Linked DNA regions of Mus musculus: region 1 is linked to region 2. The links are chromatin contacts, called in public Hi-C maps. All regions are on one chromosome and are shown on one strand. The core of a region is the stretch at or near the end of the contact, and the rest is flanking DNA. Distances in the headings are between cores, read along the strand shown. Region 1 has its middle 170 kb from the start of D030024E09Rik. Region 2 has its middle 59 kb from the start of Gm24696.

Evidence for each region. Hi-C and Micro-C count contacts between places; a contact is called where the count stands out from the background.
Region 1: a contact with region 2 is called in a Hi-C map of the 4T1 cell line, with 1.6 times the contacts expected there. The contact joins two enhancer-like sites.

The regions. Positions count from the first base shown.
Region 1 is chr15:61,606,172-61,610,732 of GRCm38.p6, forward strand. No RefSeq gene overlaps it. Among named protein-coding and RNA genes, the nearest start is that of D030024E09Rik, 170 kb to the right of the region's middle. Within about 2 kb of position 2,445, at least 78 of the 459 cell types and tissues checked have an H3K27ac peak or open chromatin away from gene starts, as enhancers often do. A contact at or near this core is called in the 4T1 cell line, where this site is marked.
Region 2 is chr15:61,414,875-61,419,263 of GRCm38.p6, forward strand. No RefSeq gene overlaps it. Among named protein-coding and RNA genes, the nearest start is that of Gm24696, 59 kb to the left of the region's middle. Within about 2 kb of position 2,162, at least 11 of the 459 cell types and tissues checked have an H3K27ac peak or open chromatin away from gene starts, as enhancers often do. A contact at or near this core is called in the 4T1 cell line, where this site is marked.

The DNA of each region.
Region 1 (4,561 bases), core at 1,195-3,694, 190 kb after region 2:
ACAGTTCATCTTGGCTTCTGGCTAAGAATTCAGCTGGGAATGTCAACAATCAGAACATAACTTGTCATGTCCATGACATGTAGGTTTCTTCCCACGTGGCAAGTGGGTTACAGGACATCAAGGACTGAATATTCAAAGAGATTCAAGTAGATACTGAGCCTTTTTCTGACCTTCCCTTGGAAGTCCCAGAATATCGTTTCTGCCAAATTCTATTAGCTAATCAATCACTAATGTTGGCCTAGATATGAAGTAAGTAGCAGTGTGGATAGTAGCCATCTTGGAAACTATCTCCACACCTATAAACAGACAGCTCTCTTATGTGGAGTGATCCTTCTGTCCTCTTTACTTTGAGTAAATACATTGTTGTCTCATATTTTAATCAGACCATATATTAAATAATCATAAGTTAGTCAAATAAATGGCTTTTATGTCCAGCCTTTTTGCTTCAATAACTGCACATTCATTACATGAAGACATGCTTCCTTTTTGTTCCAAGAATTCAGTCTTTTTCACATTCTTTCAACTATTTTCTGCATTCTAATTAGGGATCTCTGTTTGTTTGTTTTTTCCATCTTTGTGTTCCAGCCACCTGGTTCTACCATCACATCTTCTTCTCATAAGTTCAGAGAGTCTGATGTAGAAAGAAAAAGTCAAGTCAGTTTGAAAATAAGAGCTACAAAACAGGGTCTGATTAACCAAGTGGAAATAGAATTGAGACCCAGGATTAAGTGTCAATTGTTAATCATTGGTCCCTGTTCAGTTAGAGTGCTACTACCTTTCTTTCCTTCCAATGTTTCTGAGAATCCTGTGTAGAGTCATGACAGAGAAGTGTGTAAAGTCTTGACCGTCTTCTCAGACGTATCCCTAAGAACTTGAAAGCTCTGCGTACATCCTTTAAAGCTCAACAGTGGTGACGCTGATGCTCTGTCTGTTAGCTTCCTTCCCCAGGTGTCAAAATGCCATACAAAATAGAAAGTCCAGTTGTCTGGCGATTATGGCTTATCTTATTATCACATATTATTTTCCACCGAAGAAGTGACTTCTCCTGTTTTTTATATCTCCCCAAGTGTTTTATACCTATTTCTGGATATACATGTATGTAGAGTTATGAAAGAAACTTAGTAAGAAGCTCCTTATATGGAAATTCACTTCCCAGGCATCTCTTCCATATGGATCCTAATCTGTGGGAAAAGCACTGAACTAGAAAAAAAAAGAAAAAAAAAACTGCAGCCAGTTACTTGCTGTGCTGAACTTTTTTAGATGTGGCCTATATGGTAGGTCAAAGCTGCAGATTCTTCATTATTCTTTTTCTTGCTGAAGATGAAAAGTACTGAGGCCAATAACCTGGTGAATAATTCATTTTCCCAAAGAATAATTTGTAAGCCTTGAAATTCCTTTTGGTCAACAAAAGAGCAAATGTTAAGAGATAATAATACTTTCCTCATGCATATAACATTTTATGATGCTTTTCTAACCATTCGCCATACAATGGAGATAATGGCCATACCTAGTATTTATTGATTTTACAATGTGCTAGTGTTTTGTGCTAAGTTCTTCAACTCAGAGATCACAGCCTTTAATTTTTAATGCCTGGACTAGGCATTGCCATTTTTATCTATCCTTTTCAGTGGAAGAAACTAAGATTTTTAAAATGTTAACTAACTTTTGTGGAAACATACAGAATAGAAATTTGTGTCATAGTCACTATGTAAGATTGTCTCTCATAGGGACATTTCTTTAAATTTCTCTGGAAGTCAGTAGGTAATGACAATCATTAAATTCCCAACTAGTTTTTTTTTTCTTTAACAAAAAAGAAAAAGAAAAAGAAGATGAAGGATGGTTCCAGTTTTCAAAGGAAAGACATTGAGCTGCAGAATTGCAACAGGGTACCTAAGTCACATATCATATGATCAAAATTAATTTATGGCATGGAGCCTCGGTGTCTTCCCACATCCCTATGGTAATTCTGACAGAGCCAAAGGGATTCCTCTAAGTCTTGCCTTATATTGTGAAGAACAAATGTGGGGTGGGATATAGCAATAAATAGAGATCAGCGATGACATTTTCAGCCAAGAAGATTGGCTTATCAAATCCCCATCAGCCCTTACTAGATCATATCAAGATTTTGCAATATGAACATAATGTTCTCTACTGTCCAGGACCTAATCCTTTTTCATTGGGGAGCACATTTGCAAACAATGACTCCTAACTCATGAGGAACAGCATCCAACTCTTACTCCACCAGGACCTTTAGTCCACGTTGGAGGCAGCAGCCCCGAGGTTAAAGGGCTTTCCTGAGTCTAACATTGAAGCTCTATCTTGAAAGAAGATTTCCCAAAATGAACCCCCAAAGAAACCAAAAACAGCATGAACGTACATCCTGTTACTCAACACGCCCTGGTTTCCTAATGCAAAGTCAGGAAGAGAAGGTGCCAACATTCCTGAATGTTAGAATCATCACAGAGCAAACTCGTACTGTTCCCACACTCGAACACTAACAAGCTAGACTTCTTGCTCTCCTCTTTACTTATGGAATCTCTGCAAAACCATATGGGCCATGTTAGGCATCAGGCACTAACTCTCCCTATCATTCTCTCTAAGGGATTTGCAGACTCATTCCAGGCAAGTGGCTTTAAAAGCTAGGTTGTCCTATTTGGAAATATAGTCATGGGCCCTGACAAGGAAAAGCACTTTTGAACTTCGACATGTTTTTATAACCACTTCCCTAATTAAATCTCATAGTCTCTTAGAGAAGAAGTGGTCTTCATCACTTCTGTGTCACAAAGCACAGAAGATTAAACTCCAGCCCTCATACCTTGGACTATTTGATGAAAACAAAATGAGGTATTTTGTAGGTAGTGTGATGTGCAGAAATGTCAAATGTGGTTGTTTCTTGGTCTAGGGATTGCCATTTTAATTTCTCTATCTGAAAATGGAAACGATAAGGAAACTTGCCTTGTGTGTTACTGTTTGGAGTCAGTAACATCTGTATGCATTAAGTTTCTGCTTTGCATGTTAACCCACACATACACACACATTCAGACACACATACACACACACACATACTCTCTCTCTCTCTCTCTCTCTCTCTCTCTCTCACACACACACACACACACACACGCACTCAGACACACATACACACTCTCACGCATTCTCACTTTCACACACATATACACATTTGAAACACTTAGCAGTTTTTTTCTATACTGGCTATTCCTTCCCTCATTCACTGGTGTTTCTGATGGTCATTGGATGGAAAAATCAAGGAGTTTTCTATTGTAAAGGACACAGCAATGAACAATATGGCGGGGGCAGGTTCTGCTTATAAAATGTGCTTTGTTTCTATAAATTAACACAAATTACAGTTATTTTCCATTATTAATTTCAAGTCAATGCCACCATTTATTTAGTTAAACATTCTCTTGGTTCTTCCCCTGGCTGGTCCACCCCATTCCTTTCGCAGGTGGGGCAGTTCTGCTAGTAACTGCTGCAGAATGTGATTTCTTGAATGGGGGGGGGGGGGCTTAACCAAAGGAGTGGAACAAGTTTTCTGGAATTTGACACCTACTGGCTATCTGTATGTGTGTCGATGAGAAATCTGAGTGGGGTTTCTGCTATGTGCAAGCACCATCCTGGGTACTGCGCTGAGCAAGAAAAGAAAAGTGCATGGGCTTAGGCAATGTACTAACTGGGAGTAGGGCTGCGCAGGGTAGGGCTGTGAAGCATACACAGCATTTTTCCGAGGCGAGATGGGTGAGTGCTGCATTCCAGGGTTAGCCACTAGTATGAGCAAGCATAGACAGTGCGTTCTGGAGCTTCCTGCCTGGACCATAAAACCCACCCTCTATTCCTTCCTATTGTATACACATATACATCATATATATATATATATGAATATGACATATATCTGCTCATGGGCATGTGTGACATGAAATATACACTTTCAATTTACTAAAGAAGAGATTTATTAAATAAATTTTAATTTGGGGGGGCAGAATCAAAATCTGTCCCTTGTTATATACTAGTAAAAGAAATTTTCTGAGATTCCTATGAGAAGATGAAAATGATATTTTCTTTTTTCACAGAAAAAAAAAGTAACCTATTCACAAACATGCCTATAGTTTTATAAGTGGCAAAATTAGAATTCAATGTTGGTATTTGAAAATGCAGGATTTTAAGAAAGACGAAGTAAGGCAAGCAGAAGTGAAAGAAGGGGTTTTCAGCACCCTAAAGCATACAAAGCACCCCCATTTTAAGGCCCTAGAGTTTACCATCTGGGTCTACAGACAGAAGGTGAAAAGAAGCCTATCAATGGAAGACACGGGATAAAAGAAGAAGTGGTGTCACAGTGGCGAAGTCTTAGCTCCTCAAGCCTCATCAAATGGTCCAGCACCCTAAACTGCAAGACTCTGAGAGCCCAAGTGATTCTCAGGGAGTAGGACACGATCAGCATCACGCATCAGCTGGAAGCATCCATGGCCCTCAACCCAAGGTCCAAATGGGGCCTTAAAACCAGTGGCTGTAAATTCCTTTACAAACTATCCCAGGCATTCCTTACCTT
Region 2 (4,389 bases), core at 912-3,411:
TAGTTCATATTGTTGTTCCACCTATAGGGTTGCAGACCCCGCTCCTTGGGTACTTTCTCTAGCTCCTCCTTGGGGGCCCTGTGATCCATCCAATAGCTAACTGTGATCTTCCACTTCTGTATTTGCTAAGTCCAGGCATAGCCTCACAAGAGACAGCTATATCTGGGTCCGTTCAGGAAAATCTTGCTAGTGTATGCAATGATGTCAGTGTTTGGAGGCTGATTATGGGATGGATCCCCAGGTATGGCAGTCTCTAGATGGTCCATCCTTTTGTCTCAGCTCCAAACTTTGTCTCTGTAACTACTTCCATGGGTGTTTTGTTCCCAATTCTAAGAAGGGGCAAAGTGTCCACATTTTGGTCTTTGTTCTTCTTTAGTTTCATGTGTTTTGTAGATTGTATCTTGTATCTTGGGTATTCTAAGTTTCTGGGGGCTTATTCTTAATAAGAGTATCATCGACCAAAATCAAATCATTAGTAGGATGTATATTATCAAGACTTGAATAGCAAATGATCATTGCTAGAATGTGGCTCCTTCTGAATAAATTTTTACAACATGTTGCTCTCAGTTTCTATAGTAGCACCTACTGGTATTAGTAGTTAAAACTGACTACAGAAGAATATGAGTGAGTATTTTTTATTAGACTGTGTTCAGTAATTATTTGGAGGTAATAAGATATTAATTTTACATTCATCTTAATTTCTTTTAACTCATATTTATGGTGAAATGAAGTATTTCACACACACACTATGACATTTGTGTACAACTAAATATACAAGTTTTAGACATATTAAGGTATGAAAGTTCAGTTGTAAAATTAAAATTTACATTTTAGAATTCAAAGTTAAAAATCCACATATTTTGTTCGCAGATATCCATGAATGAATGAGGATGGGACTGCTCAAATTATCATTCATGGGTGTAAAGCTCACATGGGACCCTTATTGCCACCTGGTGGCAGTGTACCCTAATTGAAGATTTAGGTTTTGAGTGACACAAAGACACCTATATTTAAAAATAACAGAAGTCACAGGAGAAAGTAAATAGTCTCAAACTCCTGTGGTTTGAAGAAAACACTTGGATTGTTTTCATTGCCCCAATCAACCAAAGAAGAGAAGTACAACTTTGAGCTTCACCATGAAGCCTAGTTTGGTTCAAGACTTACTTCCTGTAGGATATATCTGAAAGTTAGTTAGTCAGGGAGTCCTTTTACTCCTAAGGTAGTAGGGTCATATCCAATTAGGAAATTGACTAAAAAAGTAAGAAAGGGTTCTGTGTTGTATTCTTTCTGTGCGTATAGTGTAGCAGAAGCAACAATGACTTCTGTTGTACCCCAACAGAATCTTCTATGATTAACTACTTTGCCTCCTAAAATTCTCTCAGCTAAATTGATGCATGAAATATTTCATGAAATTTATCTCACCAGCAGAACTACAATTCAGGCTAAATCCATCAGAATCTCTGGGAATGGAAATACCATTGATATTTTTGTTACAAGTTTCCCAGGGTCTACAGTGTGCAGCCAATATTAAAAATCACTGGACTGGAGCAAAGAGAAAGTTAAAGCTTATGCAATAAAAAGAAAATGCTGTTCCCACTTAATATTGGTCAAACCCATGGTGAATTGACATGGGAATTTCAATCATGCCTGAATATATGGAACAAAGAGATCAAGACAGTACCACCATATATTCTCCAAAAACTTTTCAGTGCATTATTTGTAACTGATTCCTGGACACATTTTATTTAACCTACATTCATGTGTTAAGTGACTTTATTATCTCTCTCTACTATTTACAGTTTTAGCCACTTAGCCAAAACATGATTCCTGAGCACCATATGAGTTATAAGCCACAGAGCATGACTTAAGCCAAAGTATGTCTGTCTTCCACACCTAGGGATGTTTTTCTGACACAGCTTGAAATTCAAGTTTCAAAATAGAATGACTATCAGACTTTCAGGAGTCTTTAGAAATTCATGAACAACTATTTTGGGGGCCTTAAAAACTACTTTGCTAAAGATTTGTGCCCTCACAAGGTTCCAAAGCAGTGGATATAAATGCTTCGGTAACAAGGATGTTTTTACTAGGCATATACAGGACTCCAGATGAAAGACAGTTCAAAGATTCATCTGCCGTTGCCTGTGTCTGTCTCCTCACTTGCCAGCTAGCCTATTCAAGGAACTCTACTTCAAGAGCCAAGACAGCAGAAGCTGTCAGCTGATTTACAATTAAATGTGTCAAAGACAGATTTTCAATGGAAAATTTTGGTAGGAAGAATGAGTTTTTCAACTATAAATAGACTCCATCCAAAGTTTCAAAGCGAAGTGTGCTGTGCTTGTCTGGTCCTCTGCACCCTCTACTTTTGAACTTCACACCTACACCTGGACTGTTTCACTTTCTTTGACTGGGATAATCCTGATGATCCAATCAAAGAAAACTATAAGACAGAATTTGCTGAGTTTATGCCATGTATGTGCAGATTCCTGCATTGTATCTCATGCAAAACAGTGAGTTTGTTCAAGTCAAAAGCATCTATGCACACAGACTAGTTAATTCAAGTCACTTTCCAGCCTAATTTGCCTCCAGTACCTAACTTTTTCAGATTAGAAATTAGAGGCCTTTCTAACCATTACAGCGCATCATCTCCTTGTGTTCCTTTATTCTAATGACTTCCTTAGTGTCAGTCTTAGCTCCTATATATCCCTTGGCATACCAACAAATAGTTTTCCTGTCTTAGATCACCAGTAAACTCTTTCAATGACAGGACTCATTATGTCCAGATTCTGTGGTCAGCAATGTGAGTTGTAATGATCCAAGTGGGTCACTTTCATAGTGCCAGGGATCTGGCTTCTGGCCTGGAAATACCAAAGTGACAACGGGACTGCCCTTCATTGGTGTGATCCCTCAATTGGTGGGACTGAGAGAATCATCTAGAACTGCCCTTTCAAGAGCACTGACCTCTCATCCTCTGGGAAGTTTGACTAGACTTCTTTTCCTGAAAGTAAAACCATCTTTGAGAACTACAGAAGCCTTTTCTGCTCCCACATGCTACCAGGGACTCAAAGAGAGCCCAGACTCAATGAATGGAGAAACTGACTTCTTTCTCACTGTTTCACCCAGTCATGTTTTCTCTTCCATACGTAGTTGACTGTTAATCCTGCTCCTGATGTTGGTTCTAATATTTACTTCTCACCACCACATTTGATCAGTTTTTGCAGAACTCATGCTGCTTTATAAGCAAGCATTTGATCATGTTGTTATGCCATTAAACATGGCTTCCCACAAGATATGATGGCACCCGTCTCTAGTCCTATACCAGGAACATTAGAGTGAAAGGATCTCAAGTTCAAGACCATTCTGGACCATACAGTGAAACTCTAACGAAAGGGAAAAACATATTTTTCTTTCTGAACTATGATCTCCAGGAAGCAGGAACCTGGTCTATAGCTTTCTGTATTTGGTGACTGTCACACAGCCTGGCCAAGGGACTATTCAATGCACTGGGCACAAGAAAGTGACAGCAAAAGTGGTTTAGAAGTTGGACCTTCCAGATTATTTTCTTGCTCTGGTATAGACATCAAGCTGCATCACCAACTTACCTATATCAAGTTTCCACAATAGAAAACTGATTTTGTACACATAATAGATGACAATAAATGTTCTCCAAAGCAATATATACATTTCTTCCTCATACTTTTTAGTGTATGGGAAAATAATCACATGAAAATAGAAAGGTTGAAGGGACTCTGGCCAGTTTGAGCATAGCAAGCATGGCTCTGGCAGACCTGCCCCCTTGCCCCTCATTCCCTCTATGTCATAGTTTGTAAGTGTTTGGCCCAGGAAGTGGCACCATTAGAAGTTATGGCATTATTGGAATAAGTGTGGCACTGTGGGTATGGGCTTTGAGACCCTCATCCTAGCTGCCTGGAAGCTAGTCTTCCACTAGCAGCCTTTAGATGAAGATGTTGATCTCTGAGCTCTCCCTGCACCATGCCCACCTAGATGCTGCAATGCTCCCACCTTAATGATAATGGACTGAACCTCTGAGCCTGTAAGCCAGTCCCAATTAAATGTTGTCCCTATAAGAGTTGCCTTGGTCATAGTATCTGTTCAAAGTAGTAAAACCCTAACTAAGACACTCTGCCTTAATAAATACTGTAAGATTACATTCCTAAAGTTATCCACCAAGGCCTATTCACTTATTTGGTCACTTCTTCCTCCTGAGACTGATTACCACGGTTCATCTTTCAAAGCTTTGAGGTCTAGCAAACAAAAGCCCCCTTTAGGGTTCGCTTTAGGGTTTTATTGCCTGCCATTGGATCCCCTTCCGCTAGCTGAACTGCCTGGTTGGACCTCAGTGTGAGGGGATTGATGACTCAGGGCAGGGTG